Regions from separate parts of the Mus musculus genome. Here all the other regions are linked to region 2. Evidence: chromatin contacts called from public HiChIP or PLAC-seq and promoter capture Hi-C data. All regions are on one chromosome and are shown on one strand. Each heading gives the region's core, a stretch centred on a gene start, on an enhancer-like site or on the middle of the called end of the contact. The rest is flanking DNA. Distances are from core to core; before and after follow the strand shown. Region 1 overlaps Ankrd17 (ankyrin repeat domain 17). Region 2 holds the start of Rassf6 (Ras association (RalGDS/AF-6) domain family member 6). Region 3 holds the start of Areg (amphiregulin).

Region 1 (3,939 bases), core at 931-3,430, 360 kb before region 2:
GAAAACAAGAACTTAACTTTGTACTAAGGGCCCCTACACAGTTTCCTGGTCCCCTAAAAATCAGAACACACTTCTGGGTCAAATGCAATAGTCTCAAAATCAAAAGGACAAGGGAAATAATGCATATTCAATTCCAAGTTTTACTGAATTCTACTATTTGATCAATAATAAATATAAATGCACATTGTTTTTGTAGTTTTAAAGTCAGGCTCCTCGCTTTTTCCTCCTTTGCCAAATGACCAACCAAATGCTTTTCTATTCCAGATAGTAAAGTAAGTGGTGTGGTCTGAGGAATGCAGGATTTCTTTATCCTCCAGCAACATTACAGCCTAGAGAGAGGGTTCAGTGAGCCAGTGTACCTGGTGCTCTTGCAGAGAACCTACATTCATTTCTCAGCACCCACATGGCAGCTCATGGCTGGCTGTTTCAGAAAACTATGACACAGACTCTAGTGGCTTCCATAGAGACCAAGCATGCTTGTGGAACAGAGAAGAACATGCTGTTCAAATACCCACACACCGAACAAAATAAACAGAAAGTTAAAACACACCAGGTGTGAGTCTGGTAGTAATACACACCTTTAATCCCAGCACTTAGGAGGGCAAAGACAGGCGGTTCTGAGTTTCAGGCTAGTCTGGTCTATACAGTAAGACCCTGTCTAAGAATAAACAAACAAACCCATACATAAAAAGGAACTGCTATAGCTCTGAAATACATGGTTTTAATGGTATATACACACATTCCTCGAAACTCAAATTTATAAAAAGCTGGTTTAAGTCTTAACAGCATATACTTCTTCACCCCAGATATTCATCAAAATCCTACATTTTCTTACTATCACTTTACCTTTTTTCCTTTTTCTTTTTTTTTTCTTTTTCTTTTTTTTTGTGGCCTGCATGTGTGTGAGGGTACAAGGTCCCCTGAAACTGGAGTTACAGACAGTTGTGAGCTGCCATGCAGGTGCTGGGAATTGAACCGGGGTCCTCTGGAAGAGCAGTCAGTGCTTTTAACCAATGAGCCATCACTCCACCACCATAACTTTACCTTTTTTAATAGCCTCTCTCTCCTCACACACTTCTTAATCTTTTCGTCTTTTCTTTCTAAATTTTAATTTAATTTTACTTCATTGATTTGTTGTGAGACAAAGGTCTTCTGTAGTCCAGGACATTCTCAGAATTACTATGTAGCCTTCCTGCCTCTATCTCTCAAGCACTGAGATTATAGGCTTGTAGCACCGTACCTGCCATCTTTTGGCCTTGTCAAGATATAAACAAGCAAATTTGTCAATCCCATCTTGCCCTGAGACATCATGCTGAATTTACAAATATGTAATGTAATGTATGTATGCGTCTATCTACTTATCTACCTACCTATATGTGTATGTGTGTGAGAACACATGGCATAGTACAGATGTAGATCACAAGAAAAGTGGTAAGTGGGTTTATTCTCCTACAATTTAGATTATAGTGATCAAACTGAGGCTATTAGACTTGATGAAAAGCATCTTTAACCACTAAGAAGTCTTGCCATTGACAGTCAACTAATCTTATTTAGACAGGGTCTTACTATGCAGCCCTAACTGGCCACAAACTCATCTAGAAATCCGCCTGCCTCCATCTCCTTAATGCTGGGAAGCAACTAATTTTTTTAATGCAGCAGCTTATTTAATAGAGCTCACCCTTTCTAAACTGTAACAGTATCTTTTTTTCACTTCATATATATTCTTAATCCAAAGAAAGTGTTTCTATTCCCTCAATAGAATCTGCTATTAGTTAAAATTGCATAAATTACTATATATTTCCTCATAAACAATATGTAATTCCATCATAATTTAAAAATATAATATAGAGCCAGGTGTGGTTATTCATGCCTAATCCTAACACTCAGGAGGCTTAAAGAAGATTGCTGGGAGACCAGCCCAGGCTATACAGATACCCCGTCTTAAGGGGGAAAAGTTACTAAGACTATATTATGTTCAGAAACATGAAGTTGATTAAGTTACAGAATCACCTTTGGTTGAAGCTAGAAACTAAACCCAGGCCTTTAAGTGTTCCTCCACTGATACAGTCTCAGCCCCAGCCTTTTCTTTTATAAACACTCCATTGACTATTTAAGGAGATATACAGCAATCCTAATGTTTGCTCTATTGAGACAGGGTGTGATGCAACCCAGACTAGCTTCAACCATTACACAACTAAGCATGACCTTGAACTCCTGATCCTCTCTACCCAACTTCCCAAAGGCTGGGATCACAGCTCTGGTTTCATTTTAATCTTGCTTTTATACTCCTTTTATATTCTAGTCTTTTAAAAACTAAAGTTTTAGCTGGACAGTGGTGGCGCACATCTTTAATCCCAGCACTTGGGAGGCAGAGGCAGATGGATTTCTGAGTTTGAGGCCAGCCTGGTCTACAGAGTGAGTTCCAGGACAGCCAGGGCTTCACAGTGAAACCCTGTCTCAAAAAAAGAAAAGAAAAAGAAAAAGAAAAGAAAGAAAGGAAAGAAAAGAAAAACAAACAAACAACCCTAAAGTTTTAACTCAGCCAGAACATGGCACTGACTATGAAGGTCCAGGCTGGCCTTGAACTCATGTAATAATAATTTATCCTTCTAAATGCAAAATTAGGTGTGAGCCACCATGCCTGTCTGGCTTGATACTTTTTTTTTTTTAAATGGGTTTTAATTTTTAATTGTATCTGGAGTCTCTGACAACAAAATCTTAGATGTGTAAGATCACTAAAAGCAGTGTGATTCCAGGAAAACCATCTTTCCTAAATGCGGAGCTTACCTGTGCATCAATATCAATGGCAGGGTAGATAGGTAGCATGGCTGAAGGAGAGATGATGGGACTTGGAGTTGGAGTCTGAGGTTGGGAAACAGAAGCAGCGATACTGTGGGTAGGAGTGTTTGACATTGCAGATGCTCTTCCACTGACTGCTGTTGAACAAAATAACTGCACTTAATAAGGAGGAAACACTGTTAGCAAGAGATATTTTAAAGTATTAAAGAGTTTTTGCAACAAAATGTCTCTAAAATGCTATTATAACTAATTCTCTGATGATTTTTGATTGGAGGAGAACCCCAAATTAGAATGTATATTGATTAATACACTTCCCATAAAATCCACCTGAAAGACAAATTTTCTTTTATTTAAAGTAAACAAAAAATATTCCAATCAAAATAATCCTGAAAACAAAAGCTTTATGTACTAAAATTACTAGAAAAGGAATAAATGATAGAATGAAAGGGGAAGGGTGTTTTGTTTTGTTTTTTAAAAAGTGGCAACTTCATACCTTATATTTTGGAGCAAATAAAAGTTACTTCATTTTTGGGATGGAAGATCCTCAAAGTAAAACTACCCGAAACACAAAATATACTAACTACTACAGGGCAATAGTAACTTTGAAACACGGTGTGATGGTTTTCTCAACTATAAAAGTTTGACTCTCACACAGATATAGATTTTCTTACATTAAGAATTATTCTGAGAGGAATAAAGTGTCTTACATTCAATCGGACAATCACACTGACAGAACAAAATTAAGATTAGGCTAGAAATAAATATATTTTACACAATCATCCTCCCAGTATGGACCCTGATGTTTCTATGTAGGAAATCTGGTATGATCTTATTTCACCCACTATATGATTCAAATAATGGCTAGTCTGTACTTGAGGTGGAGAATGCTAAAGAAGCATAGGACAGACTGGAAGTTGGATTAAGGGATTTTATTCTCCAGATAACTCAATTCTGAAGTCAATGTGAGAACATCTTCTCTTCACCCACAGTAAGAATGCTGCTGCATTAGTATTAAGTTTGGACAGTAATCTCTGAATAGAGTGTAGATGTGTGTTTCCCAAGTATTGTCGGCTACAGACAGAAAACAATTATGTTTCACAGCTGAATCTGAAACCAGGCAAAAAGAACTTATATTGCCAC
Region 2 (4,052 bases), core at 1,373-3,872:
TGTCTAGGTTTGTGTTAAGTTGAGGAAAACTAACCACACAAGTCCTCAGCGAGAGCTCTCAAAAGAAGAAATGCAAATGGCTAAAATACATCTTCAAAAGGGTTCAACATTCGTAGCAATTAGAGAGATGCAAATTAAAGTTATTTAGAGGTGGTGTTGTATTCCAGTCAAAATGGCCAAGATCAAGAAAACAACCGACAACAGATGCTGGTAAAGATGTGGGAGACAGGGATCCCCCACATTCACTGTTGGATAGGATGCAAACCGATGTCGCCACTGTGGAATCCGGCATGGAGAATTCTCAAGAAGCTGAAAGTTAGATTACTACCTGACCCAGCCCCACTAGTCCCTGTCCTATGCCCAAGGACTCCACATCCATCCCAGAGACACTTGCTCAGCTGTGTTCACTCTAGCCAGGGAAAGGAAGCCAACCGGCTGATGGATGTCCTTCAACAGATGAATGGATGACTTGAATATTTTTTAAAAAATTAAATTTTTTACATGAAGCCTAAATCCGTGTTTCTGAAGCCCCAGAATCCCTGAATTTATACAAGTAACTGGAGATTTAGCATAAAACATCTAGTTTAATTATAATTATAAGCTACTCATTTCAGGAAACTAAAATAGGAGTCAACATTAAGTGTACAACATTTAATGCTATGTTATCTGCACTATTTTAAATATAATTAGAAAAGTTTATTATTTCATACAACCCTCGTTATTTTTCTGTGTTGTTGATTAGAACATTCTATAATTTGCAATATAGGGTTATATATTTTAGGAACAACAGATAAACATATACGTATAGCATATAAGCTAACTAGGAAGATAGTTTTTTATGAGGTTAAGGAGATTCATCTCAATATTAAAATATTAAATATAGTCAAACAGATTTATCTTACTTGGGGCACTGTTTTTTATATTGATATATCACTAGGGAATATAAAATCAAATACTTTAAATTGTATTCAACAGTTTATATTCAGTATAATAGATGAAAAATGTTTAGTTATTACTCTGAGGTAGTCTAAATAAATGAGATTATTTTATAAGCCAAACTGCACTGTTATTGCTAGATCCTATAAGCCAATAGCACAACAAATGTCAGTTGACTTGGCATTAGAAATCTACCCAAAATTCTTCAGTCAGTATCTCATTAGATGTGGATTAGGAAATTCAAATTCTATAGTGGAAAAATGAACATTTAAGACAATGATGATTTGCATTGTAAACCATTTAGCAACATTCATAAAACTCATAGCAAGAGTCACAAAAGTGTCCTTTACACAACACCGTATAATAAAAAGCCACTTCCTTGTCATTTAAGCTGAAGAGTTAGAGCCCGACAAAGCATGAGCACCAGACTGTTAGCATATAAAGAAAGTCACCATCATTTGACTGTAAACCATTCAATATGTGTTACAACAGAAGGGCTTAGCCCAGATAGTCTAATTTGATGAAAGTCATTCAAATGCAGTCTTTCATGTGAAGCATAAAGGCCAGGGCTTTACAGCATAAAATAGATAGTAATTTTCTCACTACAGATGCTTTTTATTTCCTCAGAAATAAACACCACTTTCACAAAATAAAAGTGGATAACATTTAAGTTTAAACTGGCCTTCAGGTAGGCTAAACACTTGGAAGTGAGGAGAAGCCAGGCAGTTTTACCACTACAGAGCTGCTGCTGCTCGCCCATGGTCACCAGGTCAGTCTCACAAGCACTGTTCCTCTTCCAGCATCCTCAGGGTCTGGTGTTGTCTGTCCAGCTCAGGTCAGTTTGTCCTCCCCGTCACACCCATTTTACAGATCTGTAGATTTGTGGGCGGTGACATACGATGCGATGCCGTTTGTGGAAGAACTGCCACCTGTTTAATCCCCACTAAAGTGCCCTGAGACACATGGTATCATGTTTGTTTTATAGATGCCAGACTTATGAGGCTTAGATATGGGAAGTAACGTTCAAAGTGACAAACTAGTAAGTAGCAGACACAAGGCTTGATCCTATGACTCTCCAGCTTCAGAATCTGGATGCTAACTCACAGATGCCCTTGTGATTACGGTCATCCTAACATTGTTTGGTGAGGTCTTCATTATATCTCAATCCCTTCTCAGTGAAGCTGATTTACCTTGAAGAAAGGAACATTTAACTGACCCCTCAAGTTAAAGGGTCTTTCCTTTACGATGTAGTCATGTATGACAAACTTGAAACACAAGAAGCAGCTAAGGTAAAAGTCAACGAGCTGGCTCTTTGGGAAAGGGGAAGGCAGGGTGGTCTTGCTGCTCCAAACGCCCCTCCCCACTACTGTGTCCTAACCCCCTCACGCGCTTACCTTCTCCAGGAGAGTATTCTGAAAAAAAAATTCTGATTTAAGGCCAACTCACACTAGGGCTCAGGTTGCGCTGATGCACGCACGGGTTTACGCTTCCTGACTATGGATTTCAGTTTCTCTAGACCGCTCTCAAATGCTCCCCGCACCCCTACCTGGTGTGCCTGTGTGTGGACTGAGCGGGGCTCTTCGCTTCAACCTCCAAGTTCACCTGCTTTTGTGCCGGGCAAAGGAGACTCTTGTGACCAAGCAGCGCGGAGCCTGAGGTGGCGAGCTGTCCCTTACAGTAGTGGGAAGGCGGAGCTGCCTGCGGGTGACAAGGCGTCCTTGTCACTCACCTGATCACTCACCTGCTCCGAGCCGAGGCAGGCAGTCAGGGTGGAGGACACATGGCTGGCCCCACAGTGCTGCTCCAGGCAGAGTTTCGCAGCCCCAGCGGCAGTTAATTATTACAAGGTTGCCCATCGCAGGGGGTGTGAGCAACCTGAGCCACGCCCAGTGCCTCAGTGCATGTTGGGAGTGTTTACTCTGTCCTTGCGGCCAGCAGGTACCCTGCTCTCTGCAGTAGTGGACTGATGGTGGGGACCTTTGTCAGTGACAGGCTGCAGGATCTTTGCTAGCCAACTGTGCTGCAGATAAACGGCTCCAGCTAGGACTCTGCGTTTTGTCTTTGAAAAGTTAAGTTGTCTTTCAGCTTGTGATTTCTTAATTTTCTTTTCCTTAGTCTTGGCTTTCTGCCAGCACCTTTGCACCCAAGACTTTTTTTTTTTTTCCTCACACCCTTAGGGTGTGCCAGAACCTTCCAGGCAGCTTGCAACATCAGGGCTCATGTGCCTGGCCTGACCACCTGACTTAAATTGGGTCTTGGGTAGCCGTATTATTATTTTAAGAGAAGGTGAGGCAGGCTTGACTTGTGTTCTCTGAGGTGGAATGCTGACTGAACTGAAGGTCTGACAATGACGCTAGAGCCCCAGTGCTTGTTTGATGTGTCTATACGGTGCCTTCCATAGGATTCTAAACTCACGCAGAAAGGGTCAGACAGTCGAGTTAGCCTGTGGCCATTGAAAAAGGTGAGGGGCTTTGAGATTTAACAGGCATTGGTCAAAAGAGGTATCGGCCATCACTTGTACTAGCTTGGCCACGTTGGCTCACAGTATACTGGTGTGTGGTTGCTGGCGTGGACTGACCTTTGGATGATAAAGAACAGGACCTGCAGTGTTTACAGCTCTGCTTCTACAATGTCTTGCTCAGATCCTGGCTGCACCCAGTCGCCCGTGCTCAAACGGATCTCCTGTTTGTTTTCAGTGTCTGGGCAACACTGGGTTTCTGCCTTTATCTGCAGCCTTCCCTTTAAATACTTTATCCTCGTGTAGATGTATAGTTTTTCTGTAGACTGTAAAGCCATATAGCATGCACAATGTGAAAAATTTCAAAAACACAGAAATGAAACAAAAATATTTACAAATCTATCTCTGGAATAAAATTATTGTAAGCAGCGGGCTGACTGTCATGGCTGACATATTTACTCTGGGAACATATCTGAAGGTGGCTGCATAGTTTGCTCTTCTATAACTTATCTTTATCTCATAAAAGATATTGTGAACAATTTACCATATGTCAGGGTGGGTTAATTTTTTTCTTACAATGTATTTTAACTAGCGGCACTGTAATATGCCATATGCATAGAGCATTATTTATTTAAGCAGTTCCTTATTGAGAGGGAGT
Region 3 (4,062 bases), core at 1,277-3,776, 500 kb after region 2:
GCTCACAAAGGTCTGTATTCCCAGTTCCAGGGGAGTCAATACTCTCCTTTGGCCTCTGTAGGCACTAGGCACAAGGCACAGGCACAGATGTGGTACACAAATAGAGATGCAGACAAAACACCCATTCACAGAAAATAAAATAATGATAAATATAAGAAAAAGGATAATTAAGAAAATAGGAAGTAAAGATCTAGCTGCATTCTGAGCAAAGTCAAGTTATTGTGCCTTGTAAATAAAAGCAACATTTAGTGGCTCATTGAAAATTAAAAATTCCGTTTAAAGGAGTGTAAGAAAACAAGAATAGAATAGAACGGAACAGAGCTAGGCTAGCAACAACAACAAAAATGAAACCTGTGAGACTCGGAATGTATGTAGCCCTGTAAGCAGATTGCCTGAGCTCTGTGGGCAAGACTACATCATCCTCAATTGCAGACACCTCATCTAGAAGAAGAAAAAGAGGAGGAGGAAGAGGAGGAGGAAGGGGAGGAGGAGGAGGAAGAGGAGGAGGAGGAAGAGGAAGAGGAGGAGGAAGAGAAGGAGGTGCTGGCAGCAGAAGCAGCAGCAGCAGCAGCAGCAAGGACAGAATGGACAGGGTCTTTTTCTACCCCAGAACGGATGGGGAGCATCTTTCATCCCCATTGGTGGCCGCCCTAAATCGTACCTTCTTTCTATCCAAACTTCCTGCTCAGAAGGCCTCCCAGGGCCTTTTTCCCTTCCCGCACAGGGCTGTCTGTGATACCTACAGGCCAAATTAAACTACAGCCTCCTTTCCCAGCGTACTGTGAATCAATCCCTTTTATCTGATTTAGTAGATTTACTTAATCATATGTGGCCCACACGACTGGGCTCTCAACAAACATGGTGCTGCTCACTAAATCTCCCTCTTGGTGATTTCCCACACAAAAGTAAAGCACAGTTTACACAAAGTACTCCTTCACCAAACACTGAGTAGAAGTGAGGGCACAGTTCAGGACTTTTCTGTATCTCCTCTCCAAAAGCCCATGTTTTTGTTCTAAGAGTTTAAAACCAATAGTCCTGAAAAGGCTGATTGGGGGAGCTCAGTCAGGGAGGGTCGTGGATAAGGGCAGGAAACAGCTTAGAGAAAGTGTGTCTTGTTTTCTTTAAGCCAAGAGAAATCCATTTCTTTTTTTTTTTTTTTTTAATATTTTTTATTATTACCTATTTTCCTCAATTACATTTAGAATGCTATCCCAAAAGTCCCCCATACCCTCCCCCCCCCATTTCCCTACCCACCCATTCCCATTTTTTTGGCCCTGGCGTTCCCCTGTATTGGGGCATATAAAGTTTGCGTGTCCTGAGCTACTAGAGCATGAGAGTTCGGGGAAGTAACTGCCCTCACTTCCTTTGCAGCTAAATATGCCCCCAGTGGGGTTCGGTTCCCTCTCCTCTCCTCCCCTCTCCCCTCCCCTCCCCTCCCCTCCCCTCCCCTCCCTTCCCCTCCCCTCCCCTCTCCTTTCTCTCTCCTCTCCTTTCTCTCTCTCTCTCTCTCTCTCTCTCTCTCTCTCTCTCTCTCTCTCTCTCTCTCACACACACACACACACACACACACCAGTCTTTCTGCTAGCCCAAATAGCCCCTCACATTTGCTCTGTTGCCTGGGTGGGCCTGGAAGTTCCTCTAGCCTGGGTGCTGGAGTCGCAGATGTGTCCCCATTAGGGCTCTCTCTCAGGCTGGAAATGAGGGCCTCCCTGGATTCTTCCAATTTGAACACCTAAATCATCTTGACAACTTTCCTTTTCTATGAAACTTTCTTCTGCCCAGCAACCCTCTTCTTAAAGGTCAGTTTAGCCCTCAATCTCTTTATCAGAGCTGCAAGGGGCAGATTTCAGTGACAAACTAATTTGAATCAAATCTACATAATGTGTGTTTGAGTTAATTCATTTTTTTCTGCTTTTTACATCTGTCTTTTATTGGTTTGTAAAATAGGGGAGCACACTTATCCCCAGCAACTTATTATTGGTCTCATGATACAGCTCAGGTTAACTTCTCCCTGTAACCTCTACTTCAGTCTCCCTAAGTGCCACTGTCTGGCCACGCCCAGCTAAAACCTTAAGTGTAATTCGAGTAGAAAGACCAGCAAATACTGCAGAGAGGAAGGCCGCAGGGAGGGTGTCTGATTGATAACTAGGTTATTAGGAGTCCTTTAGCGCTTCGTTTATCCTCCTCAAAGTCTTCGGGCTAACATCACTAAGCCACAGTTGCTCTGAAAGCTCCACAAACATCCTAAAATGGGACTTTGGTACTTAATGTCCCGGCCTGCTGTCCTGTTAATGTATATGCAAAGAGTTTCTTTGGGCTGTCAGCTCCTCAGCACCACTCTAACTTAAAACACAACGCGAGTGGGAAAGTTTCTCCCCGCGTAATCAGGGCTCGATCCCCACTTCCTCCCGCGTCAGCTGGGTTTTTGGAGTAGTAACCTCCCGCCTCCACCCAGGGCTGGTCCGTGACGTCACGGGCGGTGGCTCCAGCGGGTCTATAAAAGCAGCAGGTGCTCGCCGCACCCTGGATCCCGCTTCCTTCGCTCCCTTCTGACCCGCGGCCACCGCCCGGACATCTCCAGCTGAGCCTGAGGCGCTGGCCGCTCCAGCCGTCCGGAGCCCGGCGGGCTGGGCTTCCCTGCGCCGGTGCTCGCCCGCTGCTCCGTGGTTCCGCTGCTCCCGCCGCCCGGAGCCGCTGTCGTGTTGCTGCAGAGACCGAGACGCTGCCGGCCGGTGGAACCAATGAGAACTCCGCTGCTACCGCTGGCGCGCTCAGTGCTGTTGCTGCTGGTCTTAGGCTCAGGTGAGCATCCGCCACCTCTCAGGTTGTTGCCCCTTGAATGCTGCTGCCTCTTGACATTCCCCAAACGTCAGGGAGCAGATCCCCTTAGCTCATACCCCTGAAATTGCTCATGCTAGGAGGGTGAGAGAAGCAGACGAAGTCTCTAGCATGACCCAAGGTCTCTAGCATGACCCAAGGACCAGCTGATGGAAACCTAAGAGGTCATTTTAGCCCACCCTTTTCTTTGATAACTAAGGAAACTGAGGTCCAGGCAGGTGAAGTAGTTTCTACAAAAGTAGTTAATCCAGGAGGATTTGAAGGAGGGCTCTTTGCCTTCTGTCTCCATTCTTCTGTCTAGTGATTTTATTTTTCCCTCTCCAAAGCAGACTCAAAGTGTTCAGAGGTTGAAAGCATCGCTGCCAAATGCTGTCTTGATATTAAAAAAAAAAAAAAGAATTAAAATGAAATCAAGGACTGAAGCTCAGGACTCCTCCAAGGGGTTACCCGGCTCTGAACCTTTTCTCTGTGTGATAATAATAGATAAAGACGGTAAAAACCGTTGCTCTTTGCCACTATTGGCACTACCTTTTGCATCTTATGTACAGATTCAATGGCTGTAAACAAGAGTTAAAATGTATCAGTACCGGTCAAAAGATGGCAGGAAAGCTTTGGAAAAGCGCACCCAAGTTAGACCCGAAGGGTGTAGGCCACTTAGACATTGCGGGTTACGTGATTCTGGGGGCATTGCCTTGGCAGGACTTATCCAATTGTGGAAATTAATGTAGGCGATCTGGAAAAGAAAACCCAGATAAAAGAAACTCAGTAATTTGGGCAACTGAGTTTGCTTCTTGGCAGACTGGGAAGTTGCTTCTATGAGCGACTCAGTCAAACAAAACAAAACAAACAAAAAACAAATCCCAACACCCAATAGCACACATGCAGTAACTGTTTGATATGAGGAGACACACATGTCTACACAGCAATGCTCACTTACTGAGACAGAAGTATCCGACTCATCTCTTCTTATTCTCTCCGTCCCTGCAGGCCATTATGCAGCTGCTTTGGAGCTCAATGACCCCAGCTCAGGGAAAGGCGAATCGCTTTCTGGGGACCACAGTGCCGGTGGACTTGAGCTTTCTGTGGGAAGAGAGGTTTCCACCATAAGCGAAATGCCTTCTGGCAGTGAACTCTCCACAGGGGACTACGACTACTCAGAGGAGTATGATAATGAACCACAAATATCCGGCTATATTATAGATGATTCAGTCAGAGGTGAGTGGA

What was found. Promoter capture Hi-C pulls out the DNA fragments that hold promoters and counts their contacts. HiChIP or PLAC-seq counts read pairs in DNA pulled down with a chosen protein or histone mark.
Region 1: a promoter capture Hi-C map of liver shows a contact between it and region 2, with 2.4 times the contacts expected there. The contact joins the enhancer-like site here to the promoter of Rassf6 in region 2. A contact is called at or near these places in 8 of 39 promoter capture datasets (the 3T3-L1 cell line, 3T3-L1-derived adipocytes, hippocampal neurons and 3 more) and 5 of 484 Hi-C or Micro-C datasets (the HPC-7 cell line, embryonic stem cells, liver and 2 more).
Region 3: a contact with region 2 is called in a FOXA1 HiChIP or PLAC-seq map of pancreatic cancer cells. The contact joins the promoter of Areg here to the promoter of Rassf6 in region 2.

What each region holds. Positions count from the first base shown.
Region 1 is chr5:90,275,456-90,279,394 of GRCm38.p6, forward strand. It overlaps Ankrd17 (ankyrin repeat domain 17), which reads right to left. Exons shown (of 34, transcript NM_030886.2): 16 at 2,788-2,936. Among named protein-coding and RNA genes, the nearest start is that of Cox18, 53 kb to the left of the region's middle. Within about 2 kb of position 2,181, at least 5 of the 459 cell types and tissues checked have an H3K27ac peak or open chromatin away from gene starts, as enhancers often do. A contact at or near this core is called in liver, where this site is marked.
Region 2 is chr5:90,637,905-90,641,956 of GRCm38.p6, forward strand. It overlaps Rassf6 (Ras association (RalGDS/AF-6) domain family member 6), which reads right to left and starts at 2,623. Exons shown (of 11, transcript NM_028478.3): 1 at 2,483-2,623.
Region 3 is chr5:91,137,073-91,141,134 of GRCm38.p6, forward strand. Areg (amphiregulin) reads left to right here and starts at 2,527. Exons shown (of 6, transcript NM_009704.4): 1 at 2,527-2,802; 2 at 3,826-4,053. The coding sequence starts at 2,742.